Regions from separate parts of the Arachis hypogaea genome. Here region 2 is linked to region 1. The links are chromatin contacts, called in public Hi-C maps. All regions are on one chromosome and are shown on one strand. The core of a region is the stretch at or near the end of the contact, and the rest is flanking DNA. Distances in the headings are between cores, read along the strand shown. Region 1 has its middle 10 kb from the start of LOC140182419. Region 2 holds the start of LOC112775969 (RNA-binding protein 2).

Region 1 (7,342 bases), core at 576-3,075:
TTCCTTTTCTTTGTCGTCTTTTTTCAAAGATGCTTGATAAAGATCGACTAGGTGCCTTGGGGTACAACAGGTACGTGACCAATGGTCATTTCCACCACAACGGAAATATTTATTCTCAATTGATTTATTTTGCCCATTGTTTCTTTCTTTATCCCACTTCTGGTGAGATACTTTCTTGTGAACATAATTCATTTTCCTTCCATAATTTTTCTTGCTACCAAAATCTTGCCATTTAACTCTTCTGTGGTTATGATTTGCCGCATTTGCTTCAGGAAATGGAGCGGCGCCAGTTGGTCGCGCTTCATATTTTTTAAGAGTAACTCATTGTTGCGCTTAGCAACAAGAAGGCAAGAAATTAGCTCAGAATATTTTTAAATCTTTTTTCTCGATACTGCTGCTACAGGAGCACATTCGAGGCATGAAAGGTCGAGAAAGTTTTCTCTAGCATATCGGGCTTGAGGAAATATCACCGTCTTTTGATGATTATACCTTTCTTCAAGGTCTTTCCACAGATCTACAACATCTTTTAATGTGAGATATTCATTTTTCAATCATACGTCATCTTGACGACGAAGGAAAATCATGGCTTTGGCTTTATCCATTGAATCAAGATGGATTTTAGCATCTAGTATCCATGATAAATAATTGTTTCCAGATATATCAAGAGTATTAAATTCAAGATGAGAGAGTTTCGACATAATGAAAATTTGTTACCTGAGTCTTCTTAAAATTTGATCAGAGTCTTAGGATGATAACGTGTTGTAGAATAAATATAAAATATAGAAGCGTAAAACTATTAGCAGTGTAGAGAGAATGACATTTTATTGCTTCTATTTATGTTACATATGCTTCATATTATGTTGCTATGTATAAGCACAAAGAAGCTTTACTTTTCAAATATAATTAAATGCAATCACTCTTGGTAAACTAAGTATCATGGAAAATGGTCATCCACATCATTCATCATTATCACAAAAGTATCTATATTTTTTTCTTTTATTTGTAATTTTATAGAATATTTTATTATAAAAAATTTTCGATTAAATCACGGTTAAACCAATTAGACCATTAAACTAGTGAATCAGTAACAGAAACAGTTCGATAATCGATTTGATTTTCAGAACCTTAGTTCTAAGGTAGCATTTGTTTTGAGGTACTAGGACAGAGACTGAGACTCAGTATCATGTTTATTAGGTCAGAGACTGGTACTAAAATTTTTGTCTCTGTCCCCAAAATTTCAGTTTTTCAGTATTTCAGTACCTCCAAAAAATAGGGATACAAGGGACTGAAATTTTTAGAGATGGATACTGAAACTTTAATAACATTTTATACCTAAAATACCCTCATTTCAATTAATTAATTCCAATTTTACCCTTTGTACAAATTAAATTAAAACTTCATTTTTGTTTCAATTTCTGTCTCCCACTTTGCACCAAACAAAATACTGAAATTTATTTCAGTCTCTGTCTCTAAATCTCCGTCTCTCAGTATCAGTCTTTCCGTCTCTATCTCTCTACGAAACGCTACCTAATAGTGCAAAAGTATTTCTACGCATACATATACCTGGTATCTCTTAACCCGACAATTCAAAAGCTAATCTATGGTGAATCGAAACTTCATTTAAATGTTTATCGTTAGCTAATAAGTTAATGCATACCCTAATGAATTTCCTTTTTCTTGGTGACCAACGGTATCCTGCTAATGGTTTTTTTTTTTTTTTTTTTGGGTCAAACCAGCTGAATTTGTTTTCGGTTTACTGTATCCAGCTCAGTTATACCCAATCAACAAACAAGACCGATCGGACGTTATATTAGGTTAGCCTAAAATTTAGGCAGGGCCCATCTTAGCATCTGAAGACAAAGAACCCGATACCCAACATAGTAGTTTTATATATGAGAATAATAATATAACATAGGCCCAACTGTAACTTCAACAAATGGGCTTATATTTATATAACACTAGTAGGCTAAATACCAAAAAAGGATACTAGTATCCTAATACAATGTTTTTTTGAAAAACACTAGTATCCAGATATAATTTTTTTTTTTGAAACAAAGGAAGCTAACACAATAGAGTGGAGCAAAAATAACCAGAAAACCTATCAATTTCCTTGGCATCCCCAGCATTGCCAACACCTAAAAGAATCAGTGGTTTTGACAGCTCAAAAACGTCCTACTTTGTATGTTCTCTGCTTCTTTATGTTTGAAAATTCTGTTATTTCGTTCCAACCAGATGTTCCAGATCATTGCAAAGAACCCAGCCAGCTATGCCCTCTGCTCTTATTTTCTACTGTACATGCTAGTCCAATTTTCAAATAGCCCTTTTATCGTTTCAGAAACAACGAACCTAATCTATACCACGATACTAGTATCCAGATATAATTAAAGAGTAGTATAAATAGTCTCAATCCCATAGTTTGAGACTTCACAAATGCTACATGAAAATTTAATTGTGTGAAGTATTGTAAATATGTGTAGTTTGGATAATGGGTAGTTTTAGAAATACATTATAGTACATACCTATTCCAAAATACATGTATTTGCAATAGTTGTACAAATTATTAGTTGTTGGTGTAGCATGTGTTGAGACTTTGAGGTGATGTAATGAGAGTGTTGTGGAGTGTCAAGTGTGGACAAACGCTGACTTTGACCAATAGGCACTACTCATAAGTTCATAACCCATTGGCGTCATTGTGTGATGGTTACCATAAACACGTCCAAATTCATTTGCAGGACCCAGTCTCGTGTGCAAAATAATAAAGTTGAAAACTGATATCATAACCAAGTGAAATTGACTGCATCACTTCAATTTTGCTTTCAACCTGTCCAAATACATTCTAAGAGTAACAACCTGTCCCAGTTTTTTTTTTTTTTTTCCAATTATTTTCTTTCTTAACCTTTTAAATCATCCAGCTAGGAAACCAATTAGAGATCTAATTAACTTAGAGCTAACTAGTTAAAAAGTATGTTTCATTACCAAAAAAAAAAAAAAAATCCTACTATCCTAATTGTTTTAAATTTTAAAATTAAAAATAAAAAAATTGATTGAGTTAACTTATATTGTAGTTGGTCTCCTATATTTTTTTCTTTCTAAATAGTTGTATAGTGCTCTTTTCATTTATCAATACTAGCTAACACTAGTCAATTTTTTCTTTCTTTTTTATACTAAAGATATTATTTCCTAGTATTTTTCATTTTTGTTACATTTTATATAAATAGTTCAAATTTAAAAAATTAACATGTTAATCTATTAATTACTTTTTTATAAGAGTATAAAAAAATAAAAATCCAAAGTTTACTATTTTTTTTTTGTTACTTCTATTATTTTTAAAGAACGTCGGATTTTCTATTTTCTCCAAAACTAATGCATTTGCGTTCTCCAAAATTGATACATGTTAGGAGATTATTTTTATGTTATTAATTAGTTAGTTACTCGAATGATTCATCTAATTTCATCAGTTTGATAATACCTTGCATTAAGGAATAATTTTACAGTAAAATGTTTTAAGTTTAATTATTCCTTATTGAGCATTAAATAACTAAGATATATAAAGGAACACTTTGTTGATTAAGTTTTTCTCCATCTTCTTGTAGTTTTGGTTATAAACATACGATTTGTTGAAAGCTTAAAGAAATGAAACAACTTGGTGGACCTCATAAAAAGCTTAAAACTTGGTATGATACATACACTTTGGAATTTAGATTTGTTCATTTTCATTTGTCCTTAATTTGAGCATCTTATGGGTTGTCCTTTCTTTTTCTTTTCATATTCTTTATATATATCACATTCACATGACACTTAGATAAAGTAGGGTGACCCCATACTATCTCCCACTATATAATTTCGTTTCCAATTTTACCACCATAATTATTCTTACCATAGCAAGTTGCTAATCAAGTTTCGTCTCCTAATGGCTGCTTTATTTCTCTCTCTCTCTCTCTCTCTCTCTAAGTTGTAGAATAGTATAACTATTATTTAAATAAATAAAACTATGCATTATGATTTATGACATGTATAGGAATTATGAGACAATGGATATGACAAATATCACACATATACATGGCTGGTTTGAGTTATTGATGAGATGTGGAGATCTGTTCACTCAATTCATTATTAAGCTCTCACTTTTTCAGTTTTTTCATTTAGCTGGCACTCATCATTTTTATTATGTCTTATTAACCTCGTGGAAAGTGTAAATACTATTTTGACATTGTAAATTTCTTCATCAAACATTGCTTGTCATATATTAAAAAGTAATTTTTTTGAGTTTTTTATTTATGAAAAGTAGTAATATTAATGTCTGGTGTAATTTTTAAAATTGAATTGCAGTTTTTTAAGAAGCTATTTAGAAACTTATAAAGAAGTTAAAAAAAATGACTTTTCTCATAATATTACTACTTTTTATCACATTTCTATAAAATAAGCTCTTTTAAAATTAAAAATCCAAACACAAAATAACTTATTTATATAAACTATTTTTAATATAATTATTTATTGTTTAAGCTATTTTTTCAAAAGAAACTTAATTAAACTGTTAATCCAAACTGGACCTAAGACTGGGTGACTTTTGAAAAAATTAAACTTGAACAAGTAATTTGTATTTTCATATGATAAGATTGCGACATTTTATTACACCCTTAAATCCCATCACCAACCAAAAAATGAGATGTAAGTATGACATTCTATCTATCGAGATTATTAGCAGCTTTTAGCGTGGTTCTAAAAACTAGACTGAATCGACCGGTTGAATTGATTTAATCGAGAACCGACAATATCAACAGTCCAATTCTATATCTAAAATCGCCAATTGAAGAATCGACAAAAAATTATTGAACCGCCAAAAATTGAGCGATTGGACCGAATTAAAAATCGGCTGATTCTTACTAAATGACACCATTTTGATAGATTTAAAAAAAAAAAAATACACGCGAGTCACGCCCCTTTCCCCCAACTCCTCTCCTTCATGCATCACTTAGCAAAGAAAACCAAAAGTCCTTCCTTCAAAGTTCAAAGTTTCAAACCCAAAACCAAAACCCTAACTTCTTCAACGGTTTTACCACTGCTGTCTGTGGTTGTCGGTGCTTCCGCGACTTCCCTCTTCGCCTTGTCCCAAATCTAAACCCTCTGTTTTATTTCTGCGTAGCGTCCATCCTCCCGCAGCTTCTCCATTCGAGCTATTCGTTGTCGTCTCGTCGCTCGTCATCGTCCTGGTCTCAGTCACGCTCCACTGCTCTCGAATATTAATAGCAGTGCTCACATGAGTTTTTCCTTTTATGCTCTATTCTGAATTTCTGATTTCTCAATGTGAAATCATTGATAAGATTACAGGAGTTTTGAGTTGTCGAAATTATTGATAAAAATAGCTTTGTTATGCTGCTGGTACTTTTTCTTATTTCTGAGTCTGCTGTTTTTTAATTTTTCTTAATAGATTTATTGATTTCAGGGTTTAGGGTAATTATTTATTATTAGTTTTTAATTTTTGTTGCTGATTTATTTGATTTTTTATTCTATTGTGCTATTGGTGTTTTTGATTGGGTTTATGAGAGCTATCGTTTTTCACTGTGGTGTTAATTTCTTGATTTTAGTTATGAATGATTATTTGTTAAATGATTATTTGATTTTTGATTCTGCTTTGTTGCTGTTGTTTTTAACTTTATCGGTGATTTATTGATTTCAGTTATGAATAATAGTATTAATCAAGAAGCAATTGTCTTTTGTGTCTAGGGATGGCAACGGGTACCCAATGGGGAGGGGACATGCCCCCCACCCCCCGGCCCCGCCTCCAAAAACACTCTTCGTCCCCGCCCCGTCTCTGTGACGGGTAATGGGGACCTGGTACCCGCCGGATATTTGGATATCCGCGGATATCCACAGGTTTGAAGGAAGAAAAAATAGAATCAATAAATATTAAAAAAACAGTTCAAAATAAACACAGTAGATGTCCCAATTTTATAAATACAAACCCTAAATAAAATTTTACAGTAATAGAATTTAACTCTGAATTCAAATTTATCAACTAACAGATATCAAAACCATAATTCTAAACCCAGAAATCAAACCCTAAACCCAATTTCATCAATGAAAAATCAAAATAAACACAGTATATGTCCCAATTTTACAAATCCAAATCCTAAATCAAATTTTACAGCAATAGATTCTAACTTTGAACTCAAAATGATCAACTAACAGAATAGAAACCATAATCCTAAACCCATAAATCAAACCCTAAACCCAATTTCATCAATTAAAAATCAAAATATATATTAAAATCAATTTCATCAATAAACAGAAACCAGCTATGGAGCAGAGTTGTCATCATCTTCACTGAACAAAGGCGACGTTGGAGAACACTTGTCGTTGACGTCGAAGATCTGAGGTGTCGTCACAAGAGCAGAGGCGTTGTGGAGCAGAGCCGTCGTGTTGAAGGGCGTCGTGTTGAAGAGTTGTCGCTAATGTTGCAGATCTGAGGCGTCGCGTAGAGCAGAGGCGGCAACGACGAAGCTGTGAGCAGCGAGGACACAATGAGAGGAAGAAAGTGAACGGCGGCAGCGACGGAGGAAGGTAAGGAACAACGACGTGAGGGACTGAGGGGAAGAACGCCGGCGATGCAGTGAGAAGGAAGAAGGACTGAAGGAGGCGGTGAATGGTGACCGGTGAGATTGAGAGTGCGAGAGAGAGGCTCTTTTGAGAGAGCGTGAGAGAGCGACAGAGAGAAGAGGGTCAAGTGAGAAGTGACGGTGAAATTGTAAATTAGGGTTTTAACTATCCTTGAATTATTTGGTAATGCAATACTTATTGAATAGAAAGAACAAAATTCATTTCGACCCCGTCGTAGTTCTCAATCATTTCGTGACACCGGGCGTGACTGAACCATCTACGATGGGGGGAGCGAATGTGCACGGAAGAAGCTTAGATAAGAGAATACGTTCTCGCATCGCTTTTTTTGTAGAAAGCTCGACCAGCGAGAAAAAGTGTTTGGCCGAAGCCAAAAAGAGGTTGACCCACTTCATTCGCTTGGCGAATGATCTTCGCTTTGCGGGAACAACAAAGTATGGTTATTTTTGTAATTTTATATATATAGATCCGTGGGTACCTCTATCCCTGCCCCCATCTCGTTTGTTACACAGGTACCCGTACCCGTTTCCCGTGAAGAGAAAATGCTCTCCAAATCTGCTCCCCGACGGATAAATCCCCGCAGATACCTGCCCCACCGAAAAAAATTACCATCCATATTTGTCTCGCTCTTTTCCTTATGTTCCAAAACCAATAATGGATTGTCACTCCCATCATTCTGCTTGCCTCTGTTCTAGTTGCGTTATACAATTGGTTGCAATTTTCATTG
Region 2 (6,549 bases), core at 332-2,831, 110 kb after region 1:
TAAATAAAAGGGGTTCAGATGTTACCCCTCCACTCTGAAGGTAGCGGTCATAAGCAGATCCAAGCGTTTTTGTGTCCTTTATCATTCGGCGGTCATCATCTCGAGCGATATAATTATGCATCTCATTACCCGAAGTCAGACCAGAAGCTGACATTTCTGCATCAAAACAAAATCTATTCTTACAATTTATTCACTAGCAAAAAGAACTAAAGCTGAAGCACACACTCTGTCTCTAACAAAAACCACTTCCATCTATTTACAATATCATACACCATAGCTTTTTCTACTATGATAATCACCGACAACACTGAAATACCACATCTAACTAAAAATTATGCTGGATGCTACATGACTCACAAACTAAATGGCACATACGCCCCACAATTACAATGCAAAATACTCTTAAAAAATAAGACGTCCATGCTACAAGATGCACCTTCCACCTTCCGGAGTTTCAAACTTACTACTGGAACAACCAACTATACAACAGGCAGCAACTCTATATTCTTAGTCTGTCCAACTTGTTCATTTTAGAATAGCTCATCTGTTTTCAGAATTGACACTCAAAACTCCACAGGATCCTTTGTGTTCTTACATCAAATCCTAATATTGAAAGCCCAAAAACTAATATTTTACCAATTCACCATGCACAAAAGCGAGAAATGATTAGTATGATTATATTCACCTATTAAACTTTCTAAAACAATAGTAACTCAAATTCCTATCGAAGGAAAACATACTAGGCAGGATATAGATATGCAGGCGCTATAATCTATTGATACATCACTTACCAACAAAGTCGCCCACCAATTTGATTACCATTAAGGCATTACCAAGAATCCAAGAATTATTGCTTAAAAGGAGATATCATCATGAAACCCCTTCTCAATTTGCAAATAAAAACTATCCTCCGTGTAAAGCTCACAGAAACACTTACTCTTTTCACAATTCACAACACATCCCCCGTGCCCTAAGTTACACAATTCAGATAACCACAACCTCAACAAAATTTCAGCTCCTTGGAGCACAAAATCGCTATCACAGATCAATCTAATTGTACTACTTAGTAATCCAAGAACAAGAAAAGAAATTTCCAAATAAAAAATTTCAACTTTTGCCATCTGAACAATTGAAAACGAATTTTCAGCGACGATGCGTGACATTTAACGGGAAAAGTAAACATCATTGAAGAAAAATGGGGATTTGGGCGGGGGAGGAGGGATAAGAACGAACCGAAATCAGTACGAGGTCGTTTGAACATAGCGGAAGAAGGAGGAAGCGCCTGCTGCCGATTCCAGAAGCCATCCGCCATGGCGAGAGATCGAGACAAATAGCAAAAGTTGATGGATTTCAGGGGTTGGATGGAGCGAAGACAAAGAACGAGGTGTCAATCACAAACCCTAATTCGCAATGAAATCAAATTTTCATACCCTAATAATCGACCGGTCCTGATCCCATTTGGTAGTCTCTGAAAGATGGAAAAAATAATAATAGAAAAAAAAAAACAATTAAACAAGGCCACCGTTGGGAAATTGAGAGAAAAACTGTTAATTCCATACTCTTTTGTAAATTTAAACAAACTAGTGCACAGATTTTGTATTTATATTTTTAAATATTTAAAAAAAATACACAAAGTAATTATTATCTTAAAAAAATTTTAAAATCGTTATCAAAATCAAAGTTTAATTTGAGACTAGTAAGTAATTATCATTTTATATTTTTTCGAAGTAAAATAAGTATTCATTATCAACCATTCTTCACATACAAGTCATTTTTTTATACAAGTCTATACAAATTATTTTACCCTAATTCACCTCACGCTCCTCTTAATTTAACTAACTTTTTAATCAACGCACAAATACATAACTGTCTTTTTCGAAAGAATTTCGTTTTCATTTTCAAATTTTCTCAACATTTACGATCTACGTTCTTTTCTATCTCTGTGTTCTCTGCATTTTCTTTTCGTTCATTCTCTACGTTTTTGTTCTGCCTCCTCCTCATATTCTGCTACTTATTCTTTTTCTTTTTCATCATCATCATTATCTTCATCATCTTTTTTTTTTCTTATTCGTCTTTTTTTTTCTTGTTTTATCTTCTCAAGTGTCTTCTTGTTTTACTCTCTTAATAAGAATAAAAACAAAAAATATCAAACAAAGAAAAAGAAGAAACACATAATGGTACAAAATTGCTTGGAAGATGATGAACTTAAATTCATTCAACTAAACGAGAAAAAAAAAGAAGAGAAAAAAATATGCAACATTAGAGGAAATATTTTTCTGTATTTGCAGCAAATTTAGGTGTAACACGAAAATATTTGAGTGTATTGTCTAAGAATTTTCGGTGTATGTGTGTGCTGATAAGTTCTGCATAATTCAAAACTCTTCATCTTTCTCCTCCTTTATCTTCTGCTACTTCTTCTTCTTCTTTTCTTATTCATCTTTTCTTTTTTGTTTTACCTTCTCAAGTTTCTTCTTGTTTTACTCTCTTAACAAGAATAAAAAAAATCAAACAAATAAGAAGAATAAACACATAATGCTGCAAAATTACTTGAAAGATGATGAACTTATATTCATTCAACTAAAAGAAAGAAAGAAATAAGGAAAAAAATGCAGCATTACAAGAAACATTTTTTTGTATTTGCAACAAATTTGGATGTAACACGAAGATATTTGAGTGTATTATTTAAAAATTTTCGATGTATGTATGCTGATAAGTTCTGCATAATTTAAAACTCTTCCTCTTCCTCCTCCTCCTCCTCATCTTCTGCTGCTTCTTCTTCTTCATCTTCTTATTTCATTTTCTCATAATTCTTTCTGAATTTAGCTTCGCAACTTCTTTCGACTTTTCGCGATGATTTTCAAAGATTTTGATCCTTATTTGAATTTTGAGCATTATTGCAGTTTTTTTTGAGAAAAAATAACTGTTTATGTTATTCAAGAGTTAGAAAAGCGGGTATTTACACGCAATCTAAACTGAAGGTCGTTTTTGTTGGGTTTTGACTAACTTGTATGAATTTGAATACCAAAAAAATTGATATGTATAATAGCCCTCATTCATTATTATCTCTACTATTAAACTTCGCTTTAAATATAAATTTTTTATTCAATAATTAGGTAAAATTCGGAGGCTGATCAATCATCCCAGCTTTTTATATTTGTATGAAAAAAATAAATCTACAAAAATAGAATAACACAAAAATAATGTAGCCTTCTTATCAAATACAACAAAAATTATTGTAGTAGTAGGATAAAAAATCACCAAATCCAATTTATATATGTTTTTTTTATATAAAAATTTCAGTTAACACATGACTTGTCATTCTTTAGTTTAAATAAAATTATAAAAACTATTATTTAACCTAATTTAAATGCTTAAACACGATAGGTCAAGTTTTGAGTTTAATTGTTGCCAGCTAAATACCATTTTTTTGTGACGCTTTCAGCTGCTTTACGGATAACAGATCTTATGTTTGGAGAAGTCTGTGTAAAATTTAGAATATTTTAAAGGATGATTTTAATTGGTACATTAGAGATTTGAACTAAAAATTTTAGTTCTCTAAATGGAGGGAAGAGGGGCAACTATGTAATGGGATGGATTATGTTCACATTTTTTATTCGGATCTCCAAATTTTAGATCTATGATCGATTGGAGAGTGGCACCTTGAGAAGGTCTATTATATTTTCATAAGATTTTGCATGAAAGCATTCTCTCCTACAACTCGGATGTGGAAGCGGATTCAGTGGTAGGCAAAGCTTGGTCTAGTGGGACGTCTAAGGTTTATGATGCTCATAATGGCTACTTATGGCTCTGTAAAAAGATGTTTGGATGGAAGGAAAGAGGGGATTGGCTTTGACTTTGGCGTCAGTTTGTTTTGGAAAGGATCAAATTATTGGCTTGGCTTTGTCTGCGAGAGGCCTTTCACCTATAGATAGTTGCCCCAGTTGCTTGACTTGCTGGGAAACAGTTTTCTACTGTATTCGGAATTGTCCGAAAACTCAGTTTGTTTGGCAGACTTTAGAAATTTCCACTCATCCTCTGGATTTGAAGAACTGATTCTTGTCCTATAGCAAACAACACTTTTTTAGATTCTTTTTTAGTCTGTGGTGAATTTGGAGAGCTATAAACAATGAAATTTTCAATCATCATGAGCTTTGGCCTCCTTTTAAAGTGGCTCGTATGGTTTTAACCTTCGAGAAGGAGTTTCGAAATGTCTTTAAATTGCAACGAGTTTCTATTCTTTTTATGATGGGTACTTTTAAAATAAATTGTAATGCTAGTTACTCTGGTTTTAGGGATCAAATTGGTTTTGCCCGTGTTAACAGAGACAGGAACGAAAATTAGCAACAAGGCTATTTGGGAACAATAACGGGCTACAATATTCTTCAATGAGAGTTGTTTGCTATCTGAAAAGAATTTCTTTTAGTCTGAAACTTGGGGTAAAGAGATGTGATTTACGAAACGAATTGTCAGGAGGCTTTCATTTTTGTTAACAATTCTCAAGATAATGATGAGTGTGTTGATCTTTTGGTGCTTAAAGTCAGAAATATCATGACTTAAAAGTGACACGTTGATTTTTGCTTAATCTTGCGAGATACAAACATAGTAGCAAAAATTATAACAAAGACGGCTTTAAAATTGCATTCGCAGCATTGCACTTTCTTAGTCCCTTAGAACTTTTTTCTTTTTCTACTTAGTTGTTTTAAATTTTTAATCACAAAAAAAAAATTCACTTAATACCAAAAAGAACAAATTGAACCCAAAAATATGAAGAACTAATTTATAATTTAACAAAAAGAAAGTAAGTATCCAAATTAATTTGAATAATAAGTAGATAATAAAAAGACAATTTCATAACAACAACGAAATAAGTTAATTGCTCACAACAGTTTATATTGACCATCTCAATTAAGCGATATTTTTTCTTCAAATGTTTCTTTTACTGTATTCAAAACTGAAACTAAGCATATATCCCTTTCTTACCACTTTTGATCTAAAACTAACGTACCTCTTTGATAAGCAATTTTAAAATGATACTGCCTCTTTTTTATTTCCAAATGCAAGAGGGAAAAAGGAAAAATCATAATTGGCATATATTAATTTTTTTAATATCACATAAAGCATTTTTATCGAAGTGATCACCGTTATCACATATCCCTCACAATAATCTATTTTATTCAAGATGTATACTTGGCTAAGGTCATTTCAAGAGGAAATTAACCATCTTGACTCTTAAGTATTCTATAATTATTTTTTTATCTCTAATTTTAGGAAATTTTTTTTAAATAATTATGCCATGAATGTCTAAATTATTGCAGGGATATGTTGAAATGGCTAATTTTACAACTTAATAAATTATTCTTTTGTTCTCTACTAATGGTTGATATTAATTTAGATATTCCTAAATAAACTAAAAAGAGATATATTTAATTACATAAGGGATAAGTATTGTTTTAGTATTTAGGGTCGAAATCGAAATTGTCCCTCACGTAATTTTTTATTTAGAATCGTCCCAAACGTTTTATTTCATATTAAAATCGTCTTTTTTAATAAAATTAATTTTATTACTAAATTACCCCTACTTTAATTAAAAAAATATAAAATTTTAAAAAGAATAAAAGAAAAGAATGCGTTGGGGAGGAGGAAAAGGATATGCGAAGGGAGGGGGGAAGGGGAAGAGGGGAGGGGAGATGGAAGCGGTGGCAACACTGGTGAGCACTCACCACTATCGTCGCGTCTTTTCCATCATCGCGGGCTCTCTCTCTCTCTCTCTCTCTCTCTCTCTCTCTCTCTCTCTCTCTCTCTCTCTCTCTCTCTTCGGCGGCGACGCGACGACCTCCACCCCGCGGCGGGACGAGGCTGAGCGACGGCTAGGCGCGACGCATTCCTCACCTCGACGGCAACGCGTGTGACGGCGGCGACTCCTCCCCCTTGGTCACTGGCTCACGTCCCTCTCTCCCTCTCCCTTGGGTGCGACACGATGGCGACGGCGACGCGTGTGACGGTGGCGACTCCTCCCCCTTGGTCACTGGCTCGCCGTTACCCCCTTCTTCCCCCTCTCTTTTTTGCTTCTGCTTGAGCTTCTGTTTCTGCTTCTTCTGCTTCTTCGGCTTCTGTGTCTTCTTCTGCTTCTATTTATGTCTTTATTTCTAAGTCTAATTTTGATTTGTTATTTTTTTTTATTGTTGTTGTGTGTTGATTTTGTTGGTGAATTTGATGTTGTTTAATCTGATTTGATCTTCTTGAATCTGATTTGGTGTATTTGGTGGTGGTAAAGGTGCTGGTGGTGGTGGAGGGTATTTTTGTTCTTAAAAAGTTAAAAGTATGATTTTAATAGGAAATAAAACGTTTAGGACGATTCTAAATCAAAAATTATGTGAGGGATTATTTCAATTCTGACCCCAAACATTAGGGACCAAAACAATACTTATCCCATTACATAACTACATTGCTATCTTTAAAAATATTGTACAAATAAATTTAAATAGAGGCGTATTTATCAACCATATTATTCACGTCATTTTTACCGCCATTACAAAAATATGTATCCAC

The links. A called contact is a pair of places that touch in the nucleus more often than the background predicts.
Region 2: a Hi-C map of an unstated tissue shows a contact between it and region 1, with 5 times the contacts expected there. The contact joins the promoter of LOC112775969 here to the enhancer-like site in region 1. A contact is called at or near these places in 2 of 8 Hi-C or Micro-C datasets (leaf and an unstated tissue).

What each region holds. Positions count from the first base shown.
Region 1 is chr19:151,114,111-151,121,452 of arahy.Tifrunner.gnm2.J5K5, forward strand. No RefSeq gene overlaps it. Among protein-coding and RNA genes, the nearest start is that of LOC140182419, 10 kb to the left of the region's middle. Within about 2 kb of position 1,826, at least 3 of the 3 cell types and tissues checked have open chromatin away from gene starts, as enhancers often do.
Region 2 is chr19:151,220,051-151,226,599 of arahy.Tifrunner.gnm2.J5K5, forward strand. LOC112775969 (RNA-binding protein 2) reads right to left here and starts at 1,582. Exons shown (of 7, transcript XM_025819901.3): 1 at 1,234-1,582; 2 at 26-156. The coding sequence starts at 1,312.